Regions from separate parts of the Mus musculus genome. Here region 2 is linked to region 1. A link is a contact called in public Hi-C data. All regions are on one chromosome and are shown on one strand. Each heading gives the region's core, a stretch centred on a gene start, on an enhancer-like site or on the middle of the called end of the contact. The rest is flanking DNA. Distances are from core to core; before and after follow the strand shown. Region 1 has its middle 320 kb from the start of Gm22828. Region 2 has its middle 330 kb from the start of Gm38772.

Region 1 (5,498 bases), core at 1,242-3,741:
TTAATCTTTAAATATCTCATACTTCTTAAACATACCTATTCTTTTTTATTACACCTTTTATTTAATGTGTAAGTGTGCATGCACTGAGGTGACAGAGTAACCTTTAGACATAGGTTTTTGTTTGTTTGTTTGTTTTTTTTGTTTGTTTTGTTTTGTTTTTCCTTTGCCCATATAAATCCCAAGGACCTGACTCAGGTTGTCAGACTTGGCAGCATGCACTTCTATCCACTGGGCCAGCTCTTACGTCCAAACTGACTGTATCTTGATAGTATACTTGAAAGAACTGTAAACCACGAAGCATTTCTTCTTTCTGACACGCTTCCCCTCAAAATGTATCATGAAACACTTTATCATAAGATGACATATCTATTTGTTGTGGGTTTCCTTTTCTTTTGTGGTGGCAGAATAGAACTAGTACATAATTTAGAAATATAAACCTGAAAAATTTGGACATTTGTCAGTAAAGGCATTGGAGGCATTTTTGGCACATCTCACAGTTTGACGGATCTGACTACAAAACACACATTCATTTATTTATTTTATAAATTGAAGAAACCAGTGGCTCATGGACAGACAAGCTAGAATAGATATGGCTTGTCTAGGCAAAGAAGTTAATCCTCAGTCTCCCGTGATTAATGAGCAGTTTTTCTTTTGGGGTTTCAGAATGATTCTTTACTTTAAAATTGTTGTGCTTCTCCAACTGAGTTCATAAACTCAGTAGACTAAATTTTCCCAGAATTGTCAATTATAGATCAAGTCCACATCACTAAATCTGATGCATTTCTGCCCTTGCATGTTCTACAAAAATGTTCAGCACTCAGTCACATCGTCACTCTGTAGGGGAGTCAGCAGCAGATGCACTGATGACACACAAGGGGATTTCAGATCCAGCTGAGCTAAGGTTACCTGGATGACTTCCAATGCAATCTTGGAGCACAGAGAATGGAACTCGTCTGCCTAGTGACATGAACCACTCTAGAAGGTACTCAAACACCACGGTGCACCTCTTTGTGTTGAATACAGTTTAGGGCGATGAATACATATGCATAATACATTACATGTTGACTGGGATAGTTGCTTCCCTCAGGAACCATGAGAGCATGATCCTTGGATAAAAGCCTGTATGTACATGATTAGATTAGCAATCACAAACTTTTTTTTTTTTTTACTAACATTCCGTATCCATTAAGCCTTATATGGAAAACAAGTACTCTAAAGTATATTCAATAGCAAAACATTGTTATGACAAATAATGATCTGACATACTGCAATAGGCTTAATGTATACCCCAACATGTGTGAAACACTATTTTTTATAAGAAAGTATTTTGAAGTTGGTTAATATATAGTTAGTTGATGTAGTGAAGTCTACAAAATGATTACAATGTTTTTATAAAGGCCTATAGTGATACCATACACTCTTTCTGCCATGTGAACATAGTATAAATTAGGAGACTGTAATGTGGCAACTGTCTCTTGAATTCAGCCATGCTGAAATTTTGTTCCTATACTTTCAGATTCAAGAATTGTGGAATATTAATTCATGTAGTTTTAAGCCACCCCACCTACAGTGCTTTGTTTAATGCCCAACTCAATAGGACTTTGTCATGATAAATTTAATCTCTACAGAAGCTGGGCTTACTAGTCTTCTTTCACAGTAGTGATAATTAAGGAGAGAATAGTGGTCTGCGTAAAGTGACACAAGGCACAGAATTTGGGCTGCCAAATAGATGACTTCAATGTGTATATTATTTCACATTATCACTTGAAAATATCATTTACTTATATATGCTATAAATTTATCATAAGCAATGCACTTTATGAATATATCCAATCACTTAGCAATCCTCGGGGAAAAATACACATGCAAATGGCACTGTGGATACTTTTGGTAAACAAAAAGCTGGGTCGGTATAAATCAGGGATGACTAATTAAAAGAAAGATAATTGAGCATTAATATGATAACTTTGGACTGATGATGTACTCATTCACTATTGCTGTTCTCACAGTAAATAGCATTTATACCTTCAAAGTTACAAAAGCCGTTTGACAATATTCAGCATGTTTTGAAAGACCATTTACTGTGTCAAGTAAATGATCCATTATCTTTGTGATCACTTTTGTTTCATGTTCATATTATTTTATTTACAAGTTTTTGGAAAATTGCATAAAAACAGATGGCTGATTTTGAAAGTTTTGCCTCATGTAGGAAATGTATCTCTGTCCAGATGGACACCAGGTTTCAGTGCCAATATTGTACCTTTACCATATGGACAAGAGATTTATGGCAGAAAACACTGTGTTCAGTTTTATACCCCAACAAAGAGAATGTTTGATTAATTGCTACTCAAAATTAAATTTTGAATCAGAAAAAGGAGTAAAGTACAGACCACTTAAATAAAATATCAAAAACATCCACATCAAGATATCCCTGAATGCATAATTAGAATATATTTCTTAACATATTTCATATTTCAATTTGACAAACACAATTTTAGTAAGACATACTGAAGTATGATTACATAGAGTTAGTCATACATTGGGCAATATGGTCTATAGGTTTTATGAAAGTATCATAGTGATATTGAAGTAATCACCCAAATAAAGAGTGAAGATTCTATCATTCAAAATGAAGTCCTCATGAAATGTTCTATTGTGATGTATTTTATTCAAGTGTTAAAACAACAACATCTTATGAGATAAGCCTCATTCGGTATTGAAATATTGAAGTTATTTTTTAATTCTTAATTACCTTGGTTTTATTTATTAAAACATGAATTTTTGTGTTTACTTTTAGGGTTAATACTCCTCTATAATTTTACAGTCAATGTATTAATGGACTCATAATAATTAGAACTCCATTTTGATATCTGTGTTTATAAAGCTTTATATAGAAGTGACATTATCTTTCTGTAATATCTTCGGCAGCCATCTATGGTTAAGTCATCTAACTTTACTCTTAGGATGCTATCAACTTACATGTGCAACATATTTAATGAAGTAGGTTGTAAGCAGTCTAATTTTTTAAAAATAACTTTAAATATTTACTATAAGAAATCTTTCCATTTCATCAAATTTGTATTCAGATGGAATACATGCTCAATGTAATATTTATAATAGTACCTGTTACCTTTTAACCAAATATGCAATTTTCTCTGGTGTCATTTCTCTTACATATTCTAGTTTACTCTGGATTTTTGATTCTTGGATTGGTATTGAAAGACCCATAATGTGAGGACTCCCCCACGTTCTGACTCAGGAGAGGTGACACCCCAAAATCACCCACAAGAAACGGTCTTGCTGCAAACTGCAAGAGGATTTTTATTCAAGAGCTCTCTCCCGCCCACGGTCATACACCACCCAGGGGTAGAGGACCGTGGCACACTGAGTAGCTGGGTCAGGGGGTATTTAAAGGAAGATACCACAACTCAAGGAGGTGGGAAGGGCGTTGTTGGAAAATACCAAAAATACCAGTTAAGAGTCACAAGTAAGTGCAAAGTCACAGGAGTCACGAGGAATACCTGGTAATTGTGAGGGTTATTTCTCAAGACAGTTTCTTTCTTTCTTTTTTTTTTTTTTTTTTTTTTTTTTTTTTTTTTTTTTGGTTTTTTGTGGGTTGTTTGTTTGTTTGTTTGTTTTATTTGTTTTTTTTTCTTTTTTTATTACGTATTTTCTTCAATTACATTTCCACTGCTATCCTAAAAGTCCCCCCCCCCACTCCCCTACCCACCCATTCCCATTTTTTGGCCCTGGCATTCCCCTGTACTGGGGCATATAACATTTGCCTGACCAATGGGCCTCTCTTTCTAGTGATGGCCGAATAGGTCATCTTTTGATACATATGCAGCTAGAGTCAAGAGCTCTGGGGTACTGGTTAGTTCATAACGTTGTTCCTCCGATAGGGTTGCAGATCTCTTTAGCTCCTTGGATACTTTCTCTAGCTCCTCCATTGGGGGCCCTGTGATCCATCCAATAGTTGACTGTGAGCATCCACTTCTGTGTTTGCTAGGCCCCGGCCTAGTCTCACAAGGGACAGCTATATCACTGTCCTTGCAACAAAGGCTTGCTAGTGTATGCAATGGTGTCATTGCTTGGAGGCTAATTATGGGATGGATCCCTGGATATGGCAGTCTCTAGATGGACCATCCTTTTGTCTCAGCTCCAAACTTTGTCTCTGTAACTCCTTCCATGGGTGCTTGTTTCCAATTCTAAGAATGAGCAAAGTGTCCACACTTTGGTCTTCGTTCTTCTTCAGTTTCATATGTTTTACATATTGTACCTTATATCTCGCTATACTAAGTTTCTGGGTTAATATCCACTTATCAGTGAGTACATTTCATTTGAGTTCTTTTGTGATTGGGTTACCTCACTCAGGATGATGCCCTCCAGGTCCAACCATTTGCCTAGGAATATTATGAATTCATTCTTTTTAATAGCTGAGTAGTACTCCATTGTGTAAATGTACCACATTTTTTGTATCCATTCCTCTGTTGAGGGACATCTGGGTTCTTTCCAGCTTCTGGCTATTATAAATAAGGCTGCTATGAACATAGTGGAGCATGTGTCCTTCTTACCCTTTGGGACATCTTCTGGATATATGCCCAGGAGAGCTATTGCGGGATCCTCTGGTAGTACTATGTCCAATTTTCGGAGGAACCGCCAGACTGATTTCCAGAGTGGTTGTATAAGCTTGCAATCCCACCAACAATGGAGGAGTGTTCCTCTTTCTCCACATCCTCGCCAGCATCTGCTGTCACCTCAAGACAGTTTCTAAGAGCACCTAACAATAGCACATTTGCATAGTGGTTTCCAACAATGGTCAGGGTAGCTCAGGGTGACTTTCTTTGAATGAATACTCTTTGAACCCAGGAAGCAAGTGGGTGGAGGAATGTCACTATCTGTTTTATGATTAGCATACCTTGGAGCATTGAGTCACAAAGGTCACATTCCCAAGCCTGGGCCTAAAGGCCTAGAATTTTGTTTTTTCATTTTACTTTTTCAGTATTACCTTTTGGTAATTCAAAATAAATATCGGTAGAATATTTCAGTTTCAAATACTAATTGTCATTGTGTCTATTAATTGTTGAAGCAGGGCTCTGTCTCACAAACACATACACACACATGCAGAGAAAGAAAGAGAAAAGAGAAAGAGAGAAAAACAGAGACAGAGAAAGACAGAGAAAGCGATTGAATTTTTCTTTCACTGAAATATTTTTTGTCTCATATATTATGTCAATGTCCCTTTCTCCTACCTTTCCAAGGTCCTCCCCACATATCTTACCTTCTGATTCTATACCCTTTCTGTCTCTTCTTAGAAAGCAAACATGTTTCTAAGGGATAAGACAATAAATAAAATAAGATAAAACTAAAACTAACATATCTGAATAGTATAAAACAAACAGAATGAAGGAAATCCCAAGAAAAAGATAGAAGAAACATAAATAGACATAGAGACATGTTTGTTTGGACAGAAAGCAAATTCATAATACCACTAAACT
Region 2 (5,498 bases), core at 1,771-4,270, 700 kb before region 1:
AGAGCTCATTATTTTCTATATTGTCATAGAAAGGTTAGCTTGCATCAGGTATTCTGTACCGTGAGTCACACTGAGCATCTTTAATTTACAAATGATAAATCTGTCTTCCCTGAAAACATGGTGACTCTTTTTTTTTTTTCATTTCCAAATATCTTTACATCAGAACTACTATTATATACTTTTGCGACTAGCCGTTTACTAAATGAAATGGTAGTCATTTAATCAAATAGCAAATCTGTGCGGAATTTGAGCCTTTAGATACTATGGCAATATTTTCTATGTGTTGGGGGTTTCAGTGTTAAACTGAATGGTAATCAAACCTGACTGCAGAAATGTACTATGTGCTACATGAAGGGAAAGAAAAAAGAAAACAGAATGCATCATAATCAATAGCACTGATGATGTGTGAGGATGATAATATCAGATAAATTCTAATGGTGTGAAGCACCTGTCTTAACTGTAGGTTAGATCTTCATAGTTTAAAACTCAAAAGTTCCATGACAAGTTTACTTGTACAGATTTAATATATAAATAAATTGTATTTAAGGAGATAAAGTTTCTAATTTCTAACTATTTCCTTTCATTCTTACAGCCAAGATGAGAAATATGTCCTACCTGAAGCCAAATGTAGAGCTCTAAATAGGCACAAATCAACAAATGTATAACATACACCAAAAACCTCACCCAAAATTATATTCCTTTTACTTTTTTGCAAAGTATGTACTTATGATTTGCAAGTAACTTACTCTCATGAAATTATATGTTCAGTTTGATCTTCATTCAAGACTAATAGCTTAGGATCTAATTTTTTCATAAGAGTTAGTTTAGTTTAAAAAACTTAAAAATAAGAATTCATACATCTATATTATGTAGCCATTAAAAGGCAAACAATTAAAATTAGCAACACTTTTAGTGGATGATAGCTGCAAGCATTCTCCTCAGGAGAATAAGATCTTAAAATTACTAATATTCTCTCATATATTACATCATATTAGAATAATCTTGAGTATATAAAGTGGTACCAATGTGCTACAGAAACTTAGGATCACATTAAGGCAAGTTGTTTTAGAGACTTCAAGTATAAAATTATAATGAGGTAGAATACACTATCAAAAACATTGTTTTAAGCTAACTCAGAGGCTGATTAAACTTCACATGTTACCACCCTTATTCATATAATGAGGCTTTGCACACCAAAGATCACGGTTAGTCCCTGGAGTAGTAAAATGAGACCATTAAAAATCTGACAACATTAAACTGAAGACAACCAACTCCAGACCTGAAAAGGGCAAGTCAAATGCTTGTCACCAGAAATGATTCAGAACTTCTCAAAAGCTGGCACAGTGACTGAGCAGCAATATCTCTGGGGAACGCAAATCATAAATTATTTTTAACTGAAACGACCACCCAGAATTATCATTTTTGGACAGAAATGCATCTAAGCAGATGGAGCACAGGTAGATACTCTAGTCATTGGAACAAATGCAGAATTGCAGTGGTGTGTGTGTGTGTGTGTGTGTACTGCTTGCTATCTATTGATCTGGTATTGTACAACATGTCAAAGACACCCTATAGAATATGCTCACTGAATAGAACTGCTTTCTTCTAAAATGATTTAAATATTTTTTGCTAAAACAGAACAGCTATTTCCAGGAAACAGTTTGCATCTGAAGTTACTTACGTTTCAGAAGACTTATTTGAAAACTAATCACTTTTAAAAATATAATTTTTTTTTCTGGCTAAAGCTTATTTTATTTATATTGATGATAAAAGTGCCTGCTAAATATATACTTTTGCATTGAAATGATAATAGCTAATGCTAATTTAACCAAATGAATTAATTGAGAAGACAAATACGTTTTCTGCTAATCTCAGTAACATTGTGGGCCTGGCAGGGGGGCTAGCCTATTTCTTCAGGCCATCTGTGAATTCCTCTGATATGTTGTGAACAGCAAATTGCGATCTGACTGACACTGATACACCCTCGTGAAGCATCTTCCACTCTATTACTCTGAACAAAACTGATTTCATGGTGTAAATACTTGTCTGCTTTCTAAAACAAATAATCCTAGTCACCCCGAAAGTGCCATCACTTCTGCCTCTCATATAACAACTGAATCATATTTTTATACTTTTAGAAACTTAATGTATTCCTTGAATTCTGTCAAATATGATAAAAATGAGAAAATCTCATAGAGTTGTCTCTCCATTTAGTAGAATGTCAGACATGAATCTAGAAAAACATTTAAAATATTACAACTGAAATAGTTATGAGTTACCCGATCAACTCAGATAAACTTGAGAATATTTTAGAGAATTTGCCTATACCTTATAAGGTACAAGTGGTAAAAGGTACAATATCAGAACATCCCTTACTTCTGAATTAATTAGAAAAATTTACCCTCTAGTCATTTTGCATATATTTGTATTGAAAATACTTCTCTAAGGAAGTATCAAGAAGAATGCCTTTTATAATGAGTGAAAGTTAATCTAACATAAAGGCATTATGTTTTAGACAAAACCTCCACTATATTTTAAAGCATTTTAAAATATTTGAGTGCTTCTGAAGCAAATGTGTTTCCTAAGAAGAGGAATATTAAAACATTTATATTACTTTAGAACGTATGCATTTTGAAAGAGTCATCACTCTTATTTGTATTTCTTTTAAAATGTTTTTGTAAAAGTATGATTTGTTTTGTAGATTATTTTCTTAAGATTATTTTTCCCATACGAGATCAGCTTAGGCATATATGTTGCTTGTTCTTAATAAAGCTTTCTATACATGCTAATCATGTCTTTCTTTCTTTATAACACAGAATATTACTGAGGACTCAAAACTAGTAAAGTTATAGAAATATTCCCTCAGTATTTTACTACCCTAAGGAAGTTAACAAAAGATATCTATTTTGAGCCCAATAGGAATCTGGCTGACCTTTCCCACTGACAGGGATACTGTCCAGGTTTGATGTGCTATATCAGAATGCAAAAAAAAAAAAAAAAAAAAAAAAAAAAGGCAACCTTCTGCCAAATGGACTGAGCCTGCGCCCCCCTGCCGCAATGAGCCTAGAATTATATAAACATACCTCCTCGTATGAATCTCAGCAGCAATCAGTTCCCATAACTTTTCCCCACCCACCAACTTAATCTGTCATGATTTGTTTGCTTACTTTGCTTCATTTTAATTTCTGTGATGGCATGGCTACCTGATCCCAGGACGGTTGAAAGCAAAAGAAAGAAAAAATGGGAAGAAATAATGTGATATTTTGGAAGGTAATAGATTTACATTTCTATATGATATCAGAAATTTTCCAACTGGAAGTACAGAATGCTTCAGACTTATTTCTCACTATCAGAAAGAAAATATCAATTCAAAGACTTTTATGCAAAATACATAGTAGCAAAATTCTTATGTGCATTGTTTTGCTTTGCAAGAGTGACATTGGATGATTAAAACTTGTACAAAATCTGTTACGAGCATCCATAAGGCAGGAGATTATACACTAAATCTGTGCAAGGACTGAGTCCAGCCATCAGCTTCATTTTAGAACATGCTTTTGTCTTAGAAAAACTGAAGTCTTAGCATTTGTAGTTCACTTATTCACTAGGACAACTATATTTTCTGTAGGTAATTTTAATTCTTTTATAAATTATACATCAAGATCATCTTTTTCTTGAGTATAGAATAAATATCTATTCATAGGAATAGGGCTCTGAAAATATGTCTAACTCTTTGGCCTTTCTTCACAGTATTGCCATTGATTTGTATCTTTCTCATTTTGCCCATCATATAGTTTCAGTCATAAACTATAAACACAGAATAGAACCTTATTGTCAACTTTTTGCTTAAAATATTCTATAATTTAGTCACTATGTCTGTTACACTTAACCAATTCCTCAGTTGTCATGATTTCAACGTTTCTTTGAAACATGACTTGAATTTCCTGAGTCATTTTCCACAAGACAAGTAAAACTACTGTATGCATAGTTTATATGTGTATATGTGTATGGTAAATAAATGAATAAGTATGTGAAAATATATAGATAGAAGGTAGACACAATTTAAATGAAGAGGTCAAGGGAGAAAATTGTTTTTTAACTGGGGCAAAAAAAAGTTGTAATTAGCAATTTGTTAATCTTAGAATTATTCCAGAAGGCTTATCTATAAACTGTCATAAAATTATTTTTCACCACAGTTTTCTCTAACATCCTAATGAAAACAAGACATATGTCTTTAAAGAATCAAACTTACTTCAAGAGATTTAATTATATCTAGATTTAATTAGAGATTTAATTATATCACACAGTTCAGGAATGCAGACTGGGTTGCATTTCCTTAAAGTTTGCCTCACACGGGCAATATTCATTTGATAATGAGGAATAACTTTCGTCCTGGTATTTCAATTTCTGTTGTTCTGTCTTCACAATGGGCCTGGTACTGGGATACTTTCCTGAGTCATCTGACTAATGACAGTGTTGATGTTTCTTGTTGCTGTGTGTTATATTTCTGTTCCTGGTATTGTGATAAAATATGGGAGGATAAACCTGTCTCCCAATTCCAGGTCATATCCCATCATCACAGGAGGTCAAGGTATCAGGAACTTGAAGTAGCTACTCACCTTACATACATAGACATGAGTAGAAGGTGATAAATTAATTTATTTTTATTTTCTCTACATTTATATTATCTGTGGTAGCCCATTCAGGGAATTTTGCAGCTCACAATAACCCAGGCCTTTTCATTGCAAAATAACTTGGTCCTCAACAGATATTAACACAGACCAATCTGATATAGACTGTCTCTTGCTAAGAGTATCTTCGCAGGTAATTCTAGTTTGTTTCAAGCTGAGAATTAAAACTAAATTTAATGCTATAAAATTTTATTTAACTAGCATGTTTGTATTCTCCTTTCTCTCTGAATTTAACTGTATTAATTTGTCATTATGGTCTCATAGATCAACATTCAGATACATGACCTCTAACTTAACAAAGATGTCTCTTAAAACACGATAGCTTAACAATTCATAATCAGCAATCTGAAATAACCAGTTATTGAAGCATTTACCTTTATACTAGATTATTGCACTTATACAACAATTATTTATTTAATATTTGATAATTATTGCATAGCACATATCACTGCAATGATAAGTTGCTCAAGGGGCATCAACAAATGTGAATCCAAAATCACTAGAAGGTAACACTTTTGTAGATACTTTTGATGGAGAAAATATTCTGGCTTTTTATTTTCATGTAAATCCTATATAGTCTTCTCAGAGTTCAAAGAATATTTAGTATTCAGTGAGCGTTCCATTCCATACATTTATAACATGAAGAGGTAGAAGAAAGCAAGGAATTAAAATACTCAACAACACTATTAGTATAATTATTGATAATAACTGATTTTACTTTAATTTTATGGTTTTAATTTTATGGTTTGGGGTAAAATTAGGCTCTCTCAGAACAGCCAATTAAAAACTCAGTCAATTATCTAGTTAAGC

What was found. A called contact is a pair of places that touch in the nucleus more often than the background predicts.
Region 2: a Hi-C map of cerebellar granule neurons shows a contact between it and region 1, with 4 times the contacts expected there. The contact joins two enhancer-like sites. A contact is called at or near these places in 3 of 484 Hi-C or Micro-C datasets (cerebellar granule neurons and cerebellum).

The regions. Positions count from the first base shown.
Region 1 is chr6:19,941,289-19,946,786 of GRCm38.p6, reverse strand. No RefSeq gene overlaps it. Among named protein-coding and RNA genes, the nearest start is that of Gm22828, 320 kb to the right of the region's middle. Within about 2 kb of position 2,491, at least 2 of the 459 cell types and tissues checked have an H3K27ac peak or open chromatin away from gene starts, as enhancers often do. A contact at or near this core is called in cerebellar granule neurons and cerebellum, where this site is marked.
Region 2 is chr6:20,638,008-20,643,505 of GRCm38.p6, reverse strand. No RefSeq gene overlaps it. Among named protein-coding and RNA genes, the nearest start is that of Gm38772, 330 kb to the left of the region's middle. Within about 2 kb of position 3,020, at least 2 of the 459 cell types and tissues checked have an H3K27ac peak or open chromatin away from gene starts, as enhancers often do. A contact at or near this core is called in cerebellar granule neurons and cerebellum, where this site is marked.